2 separate regions of the Arachis hypogaea genome follow, and region 1 is linked to region 2. The links are chromatin contacts, called in public Hi-C maps. All regions are on one chromosome and are shown on one strand. The core of a region is the stretch at or near the end of the contact, and the rest is flanking DNA. Distances in the headings are between cores, read along the strand shown. Region 1 has its middle 60 kb from the start of LOC140173687. Region 2 has its middle 6.5 kb from the start of LOC112696743.

Evidence for each region. A called contact is a pair of places that touch in the nucleus more often than the background predicts.
Region 1: a Hi-C map of an unstated tissue shows a contact between it and region 2, with 10 times the contacts expected there. The contact joins two enhancer-like sites. A contact is called at or near these places in 2 of 8 Hi-C or Micro-C datasets (leaf and an unstated tissue).

Annotation. Positions count from the first base shown.
Region 1 is chr6:78,332,707-78,337,597 of arahy.Tifrunner.gnm2.J5K5, reverse strand. No RefSeq gene overlaps it. Among protein-coding and RNA genes, the nearest start is that of LOC140173687, 60 kb to the right of the region's middle. Within about 2 kb of position 2,512, at least 3 of the 3 cell types and tissues checked have open chromatin away from gene starts, as enhancers often do.
Region 2 is chr6:78,199,833-78,204,659 of arahy.Tifrunner.gnm2.J5K5, reverse strand. No RefSeq gene overlaps it. Among protein-coding and RNA genes, the nearest start is that of LOC112696743, 6.5 kb to the right of the region's middle. Within about 2 kb of position 3,144, at least 2 of the 3 cell types and tissues checked have open chromatin away from gene starts, as enhancers often do.

The DNA.
Region 1 (4,891 bases), core at 1,263-3,762, 130 kb before region 2:
TTTGTTATCCTTTGTACTATGTCAAAACTCACTATACCACCAGTAACTAAGAATAATTTCAGTGGTAGCAAGGAGGAGTAAGAGGGAGGGGAGTTGGAGTTTTCTTTTCCTTGGATTGGAGAGTTGAAGTTTGTTTTCGTTCTATTTACTTATTTTTGAGTAAAGTAATAATCTAGCTTTTTTCCGCTTTTTTTTTTTTCTCTGAATAAAAACGAGACTTCTAGTTTAAAAACATTCACGTTAAATTTTGTTCTTAATTTCTGTAATACAATGCAATCTTTCTATCACTATCACCATCATTTATTAATGGAAGCAGTCGCTGATGTGTTATGTTAACATGTTGAAATGGATATTAAATACCAACATAAAATAAACATTATTGACTTATTTTTTCAAAATCCAAATTAGTCAAAAGACGTATTTATCTATATTTATTCAAAGAAAACAACACCGTTTTAATGTTAAATTGTTTAGAAACCTAATTATCAAAAATTTACTTGTCTTAAAAAATTTTGATGCAATATTTTTTTTAATATTTAATATTAATATAATTTTTCAATAATTCTTAAATATATGGTATAATAAATATATTTTAATTAATATATTATTTAAATTTAAAAATATTATTTATTGTGACATTAATTATAATTTTTAAATATATAAATAATAAAAATTAAAATATAATTAATAAATTATTAATATAATTTTTAATAAGTAATAATTCTGTGATATATTATTAGTATTATGATATAAATAATTTATATAATAAATTAAAAACTATTAAACATTATTTCACATATATGGCATATATAATAATAATCATAATATTTTTATTAGGCTTTGATCTGTACAAAATTTTTTGAATAATGACTACTACTTTGTCATCACTTGAAACTAAATTAATTACATTTAATATTTTTACATTGAAATTTGCATTGAAATACACTAATAAATGGCTACTAGTACTTAATAAAATAAAGTATGCATCAACAATATGATTAATCTATTAATATTATATATTGTAACAAGATTAGAGATCGATAAAAATATAATAATATAAAGAATAATATAGATTCACTACAATTTTTAGTACATTATTAAAATTTAATTAATTGCTTGTATAATATAACTAATAATTAAGGAACGACGGCTTATAATAAATTTCAAGAGTTGTTTATATATAACCATATATAATTATTTAGATTAAAATATATATAAATTTATATACATAAAGTAGTAAAATCATAGCATTTTTAAAAATTGACTACCTTTTTTAAGACGTGATTGTCAGCGTTGTTCACTTGATATTATTTCTCATGGTTCGTTATCTTGTAATTTTGACCATTTTTTAAACAGATTTGAGTGTATTTACATAAAAAATAGTACTAAGAAAAAGAAACAAATAAGAAAAGATTACTAAATATTTATCATTAAGAATACACTTGTTTAATGTCTAATAATATATTAATTATTATTATGTAATTATTACAAAGCAGTACAAGAGATTTCAAATTCTATCTAGCTAATTATAATTTTATAACACTAGTAATATATTATAACTTATTGTTTAAATTATACTACTAATTTATGAATTGTATAATAATAAAAATTAATTTTAAAAAAATATGTATCAATTTTGTTAAGATAGATTATTAATAAACAGACTCTTAATCAACTTAATGTTAAAACAATGTCAATTATTTTATTGAATATAAATAAAAAAGTTCTTGATCAATTTAAATTTAAAGATAATAAGTTTTTATTTATTTTATGTTGATATTTAATGTCCAACTCAATATATTAATATGACACGTTAATAATATTTAATAGATAACAATAATTTTGACAGAAAAATTGTATTGTCTTACAAAAATTAAGAACATGAGTCGAAGTGAATATTTATTTTTTGTCAGGAATCATATTGTCATTGAGAGGAAAGAACAAAAGTCGGGTTGATACTTTATTCCTTATTTTTCCCTATATCTTTTTTTTAGTTAATTTTCCCCTATAACTTATTCCTAAATAAAGAAGAGGGACCTAGGCCCAATAGCTACAAATTCAGACAACCAATTTTCTGAAAACAATTGTTTTTGTCCAAATGCTCTTCTTGGGCTCCTTCTTCCATTAATTTCACTGGACATCATAAATGGTGTTCTTTAATCTTTATACTACATTTTAATTTTTGGTATTTATTTAACAAAAATGATAGTGGGTTGAGGCTTATGTACCAATCCTAAATGCATTTGCCAATTGGAGTACGAAGCAGGATGAGATTTTGAAGTACTAAAACAGACCCTTTTTTTTTTAGGATAAAGCATAAATTTCACAATGATAATACAGGAGTTGCATCCGTTCCTATTTTAAGTTAGTTCTATTTTTGTTTTGGGCTTTAGTGCCCCTTTGTTAACAAAAAAAAAACTAAATGCATTTGCCTATTACATAGCCAGACAAAGCTCCATGATATTTTGATAACTGGGTTGTGGTTAAAAGGACTTCATGGGTGGCTGAAGCACGTGATGTAGTGTTAAAGATATTTGCTTCAAATGAAGCCACACCAGGTTCGAATCCTAGTGTTTACTAGGTTAGAGTGTGTGTGAGTGTGATATATATATGACCAAAAAAAAAAAAGGGACTTCTTAGTATGTGGGGGTGTGACTGTTTAGTTTATTATTAATGACCCAATATTTAGAAAACAGAAAATGAAAGGAAAGAAAATGAGTGGAAAAAAATAGAAAAAAAATAGAGTTATTTGTATATTGTTTGGATTAAGAAAAAATGGATAGAAAGAAAATAGAGAGAAAATATTTTTTTTTTGTTTGGACGAAAAGAAAAGTAAAAAAAAAAAGAAAATCATAAAGTATAAAATTACATTAATACCCTTATAACAAAATAAAGTATAAATATTTTTATTTATTTATATTTTATCGCATTTTATAAATATTTAAAATATTATAATTTTATATATTTAATTTAAATTATTTATTTAATACACATATAATATTTAAATATAAATTTTTATTATAATAATATATTAAAACTATTAAAACTAAATTTATATTGATAATTATTAATAATAATATAACTATGGAAAATATTGTAAATATACAAAAATAATTTTTTTTCTTCTATTTTTCTTGCTTGTTATGGATGTAAAAAATTTTTTGGTGATTTTTGGTGGAACCCATAAAAAATTTTTTCTTCCTTTTCATTTTCTTTGCATCCAAACAAAGGAAAATAACATTTTTCATTTATTTTCTTTCCATCCTTTTTCTTTCCTCTTATTTTAGTTTGAAACAAACATAGTGTTAGTTTTAGTAATTAGGTGATAAGGTGGAATTAAGTTATGTTAAAATTTAAAATAAATTAAATTTTAATTTAATAGTAGATACTCTAATAAAAATTTTATAATTGTTTTTATATAAAAATATTTTATTTTGACTATTAAGTGATAGATTTTAAGACTTGATTTTTATATATTATAAAAATGTTACTTTTATTTAAAGTGTGTCAAAATGAATAAGTTACACTTTTTAAATCAAAATGATCATAAAAAGATATTTTTAATATCTTTATTAAAATAATTGCCTTAATTTAATATCCAAAATAATTTACGATTGATCTTAAACCAAGTCTCCAATCAAACTATTAAAACAACAGAAAACTTATTATTAGACGTCAAAACAACTATTAGAGGATGAGTTTGGTTATAACTTGGCACAAAAACATTTGTCATTTTCTCATGATAATATTATTCCATAATAATTTTTTTATGTAAAAAATTTGCTCGATTTTATCGTGTGTTGTTCACTATAAATCCAATATATAATAAATCATGAAAATTTGTTGACGTAACACGTAGTACGAATTCAAGCAAACATGTTTGTTGAGGGCAGTTCATTTCAATACTTAACTTCGTCTAAAAGAGTGTAAATATATAGAGTGAGAATGGGAATGATCAATGCTAATAAAACTATTTTGAGGGAGGAGCGAGGTAGTGTTTAAGAAGCAGGGACAAGGTACGTATGGTGTCCCTTCTCTTCCAAAGTCTCCGTTTTGTGACTTCAAAATTGGAGGGTTTATTAGGAACACGTCTTAACTGCGTCATCAGCCTCCAAATTGGTTTAATTTGTTCACGCATGGGACATGTTTAAAAAAATGACTTGTTCCAATATACCTGTTTAGGATATGGTCTTTCAGTGGAGCAAAGTATCTGTTCATAGGCTTTGGTTCCCATAACAGTGCTACACTGTTTTCATGACTCTTTCTAATGAGAGGGTAAGGAAATGAAGTAGACGAATATTATTTTCCGCTCGGTATACTCTATCATTTTGGTATGCTAGACAAATATTATGAATAAATGCACTTTATCAAGCTTCTACTTTTGGGACGCTTAAAATATTTTTTTAAATATATTTTTTAAAAATTAAAATTTAATATATGTAATTAATTAAATTATATCATTTTTGTTAAGATTATATCGGATAAATCGATTTAGCCAAAAAATAAATAAATTAAATTTTGAACCAATAATTTTTTTATAAAAAATATTTATAATACTCCTATTACAAAAAATGACTAAAATATTTTTATTATATATATATATATATATATATATATATATATTTTGAGAATTTAAAATTCTAACCCTTCTCTTTTCTCTATGGCGTTATAGGGTTAGAATTTAAGGTTTTTAAAATTAATATATATAATAGGAGTATTTTAGTTATTTTTTATAATAAAAGTATTGTAGTTATTTTCTATAAAAAATATTAATTTAAATCGGTTCAAAGTTTGATTTACCAGTCTTTTGGTCAAATCGATTTGTCTAGTCTAATTTTGACAAAAATAATACAATTTAATCGATTATATATATTAAATTTTAATTTTTTTT
Region 2 (4,827 bases), core at 1,895-4,394:
AAAATGCACAAACAAGTATGATGCATGTATATCCCTAGTGCAGGTAATGAGCTCATCTGTCGGTTTCAACCAGCTCCCGACGTAACTCAGCAACTTTTGTCTGAGTTTGGTTTCCAGTGTCATAACCTCTGTAAGCAACCTCTGTCTTACAGGTGCGACTCACTTGAACCGATGTATGGAAACATAACCTCTGTAAACAACCTCTATCTTACAGATGAGGCTCTCTCTAGCCAATGTATGTAGCGATAACCTCTGTAAGCAACCTTTGTCATACATGTGCGACTATCCCTGGATTGGCCGATGTATATTTGGAAAGCAAATCTCGTTGGACTCACCACCATATCTCTGCTCGTTTTCAACAGGTAAACAATCATATCTGCTTTTCCCTTTTCTTTTTGTTCTTTTTTTTCTATTATCTGCTCTCCTGTGGCAGAGATCCCTTTAACTAACATATTCTTTTCTTTTCTTTTCTTTTCTCATCATTCTTTTAATTCCATAATTTTAACATAAAAACTATCTTCACACTCTTCCCTCATCTTTCCCTAAATATTTTATGAAGAGGGGATCATGAGATCCTTAGTTTAGATTTGTCTTTCTAAAACTTTTAGAAAAACTTGGTTGTTTACCACTCTCTATTTTATTTTTCATAATATATACAATAATATTCTTATTAAATAATATCTTGATAAATAATAATTTGTAATAATAATTTACTCTAATATAAATGAATAGTTTTAAATAAATATTTAAAATAATATTTGTAACACTCTTAAAACTTATTTTATAAAACCTTATTTTCAAACTTTTATTAATTAGTTTCTAAACCACGAATTTTTTAATATTTTATTTTTAATTTCAATATTTTATAAAATTATATTTAAACCTTCACTTTGTTTTATATTTATATAAATAACCCCGACCTTTTATAAAATATCCATTTTATCCCTGAATTTTATTTATTATCTAAAATATCCGAAAGCTTATATAATTATAATATTAAACTCAATCTTTTCATAAAAATACAAGTATATTTCCTCAAAAATAATTCTTCTTGACTGATTCTTCTCTTCACCAAGAACCGAAGTCCTCCTTATTTTCTTTTTAAAATATACAAATCCTCCATATTTTCTTTTTAAAATATACATTAAAATTTTAGTCCATTTTTGAGTTTTATGGTTATCGATTTTTCACAGCTTCTAATTTAATTTCTCGGCCTTAAACCTCACTATTTTATTAAAAAACTAACACAATGATAGCCCAAATCAGCCTCATTATCATAGTTTGGGTAGCACAAACATGAACAAATCACAAGTTTAATCACATATAACAATATATCAACAAAATTCAATATAAAGTCAATCAAACTCCATTAATAATCAATCACAACAACCACTCACTTATCCAACCTAAATTTAATTGGTGAGAATTTATCAAAATCCTATTTCCGTACGAAATCAAAATACTTGAAACTCTAGAGAAGCTTTTCGACCGAGTTGCTGAAGAAGAAAATATTAGAAATCGTCTGTGCTTCCTATAACTCCAATTGGCCAAACTCAAAGGGAAGAAGAGTTACGTCACCGTCAACTTCTACCGAATAAAAATGACGCCAATATATAAAAAAAGATGATACGAATATTTTTATAGGATTAAATTTTTTATTGAAGTTATGGATCACAAGAAATTAAAATTGAAAGTTCATGACATCCATGGAATTACATTCTTTTCTCTCCCTCGGGTTCTCTTTATTTTCTTTCAAAATGGATCAGCCATGCGTGTTTTGGTGATGTTTAATGGGAGAATGAGATTTTGAATGGTTTTGACATACATGGAATTACATTCTTTTCTCTCCCTCGGGTTCTCTTTATTTTCCTTCAAAATGGATCAGCCATGCGTGTTTTGACGATGTTTAATGGGTTGGGTGTCAAATATATAAATTGCTGAGGCAGTAATTCAAGTTATAAATATCTTAAACGGATAATTATAAAAGTTGGATATATTAAAACACAAATAATAATATATATAAATTACTAATATAAATAATATTAGTAACATAATGATAAAAGATATATGATGAAATATTTGCAAAGCTAAATTTACTAAAAAGTACCAATATTTACTCATATCGATGGATATTTATTTCAATAATAATATCATTAATTAAACTTTATTTTTAAATTAAAAATATCAATTACTCAAATTAAAATATATAAATAATTTTCATTATTTACAAATTACTAAAAGTATATTTTTAATTTATGTAAAATATTTCTTAATAAAAAATATATATATAAATCTGAATTTAATTGAACTCAAATAATTATAAAATTAATTTAATTATTTTTAATAAATTAATTTCTAAAAATAAAAAATTCTAATTTATAAAATAAATTATTATTTATTTATATTTATATTTTTAAAGTTATAGGTCGTTACAATACTTATCTCATTTATATTATAAACAAATTAACCTTAAGTATATCTTATTTACAGTATAAATAAAATAAATCTCATGTCACAATATATGTGTAAGATCTCTACAAACATAGAACTCATCTCCTGAATAAATAAAGACAAACGAAAATTGAGATATCTGTTCTATGAAAATTTATAAATTTTTTGTTAAAAAAAATTTACTTAAAATTTTTTTATATATAAAAGTTATGTAAATAATTTTAATTTATTTTATTTTGATTTATATGTTAAAAATTTTATGTGTATATTATTATGTTTAAATTGTGTTTGATTTTCTATATATTTGATTGAATTATATTAAATTTTATTGTAATTGTGTTAAATTTTTTTTAATCTTTTTAAACTTAATATTCTTAAATATTTATAGGTATTTATCTTTTTTATGGAGAGAAATAAATGAGGACGCATAATAATGATGAGGCAAAAATATGAGACATTTTATTAAAAGGAAAAAAAAGACTTGGACGGAAGGGAATCTCTTTTCATAAAAATTCATTGTCATCTCTCTTTATGATTTGTGTAATTTCGCCAACTACGCTGAAGCAAGTTTAGGAGTTGATCCTTTTTCTAGAATTTTTTTTTTTTGGAGAATATCTATTTTCTTTGGTTGAGCATGTGATAAGCTAATGGACAAATTGAAAGTCCCATATTGGGCCTTCGCATATACTACTTTCATTCCTACACCTTAGATTGGGTCTCTATGGACTATTCTGAGTCTTGGACGTATGAATTGGGCTTTGGTGGACCATTGCAAAACAGGTTAGTTGGAGTTCAATGAAAAATAAGAATGAGATAACGAACCTTGGGTTAGTATAATAGTTAGATTATTAGTTTCTTTCAATAAATGTTGAAGATTTTTATTTTGTATATATAATAATTTATTTGTTAATAATAAATTTTTAAATAAAATTTTAATTTATAACAAATTAATTTTTGATCTGCTAAATTAAGAGATATCGTTAAAATATATATATATATATATATATATATATATATATATATATATATATTATTGTAAATAATAAATCCATAACATATGAAAGGGAATCAAAAGAAGACATGATTATTAGAAGGTAAAATGGATTAAAATGAAAGAAATAATTCTTGTATTAAATAATCATAAAAGTATTCTGATGAGCGGATAATTTGTACGCTTTTTGGCATTGTTTTTAGAATGTTTTTAGTATGTTTTAGTTATATTTTAGTATATTTCTATTAGTTTTTAGTTAAAATTCACTTTTCTGGACTTTACTATGAGTTTGTGTATTTTTCCGTGATTTCAGGTATTTTCTGGCTGAAATTGAGGGACTTGAGCAAAAATCTGATTCAGAGGCTGAAAAGGACGGTAGATGCTGTTAGATTCTAACCTCCCTGCACTCGAAGTGGATTTTCTGGAGCTACAGAAGCCCAATTGGCGCGCTCTTAACGGCGTTGGAAAGTAGACATCCTGGGCTTTCCAGCAATGTATAATAGTCCATACTTTGCCCGATATATATATATATATATATATATATATATATATATATATATATATATATATATATATATATATATATATGGGACTGAGATTATATGAAATTGTGGTTTGTTGTTTTTTCTTACAGGATTTGTTGGTTATTTTGTAAGATACTATAAAATTGAGCATACTACGCAATACACGTCATGCGTTCACATCATAGTGTTTTTTTCTTTAAATAAGAAAGGATGGTTAATTTTTAATATCCTTGTATTAAGAAAGTTTTGTAGCCATACATGTATTTCGTACGACCGTTAAAAAATGTTCATATAAGTGGTGTTATTTATAACATTTATTTTATATATTTTTTATGTTTTTTATATATATATAAAAGTAAATAATAAAAAATAAATATCATAGGTATTTTCACTATTTTTTAAACAATAGTATAAATATTTTTTTTAATTGTATGCTATTTATTTGGTGACCCGCCGGTCAAATTAAATATTAATTCACTGGTCAACCATCTAAAGCTTTGTCTAACCAAATATAGATGGCAATGATGACTAGCTTTACCAAGGGTTTGTTCTTGACTATGGTTAATGAGGATTTGGACTTTGGAGGCAAGGAAATAACCTTGGAGGGTGTGAATTCATTCATGAATTGTATTATTAGTAGAACAAGAATTTTGAAAGTTGTTATTAATTCTTTATTAAAATTCTTCAAAAATTCTCTTTTTAGTTCTTCCGATTTAGAACATTTTTGTTAGATTTTTATTTAATTTATCTTTATTTTTAATAAATTGTTGTAATATTGTTTTTAAATATATTAATTTAATTTATTTTGGTAAATAATTAAATAATAAAAAAATTTCGCTACTCTTGTTGTCTATTTTAGAT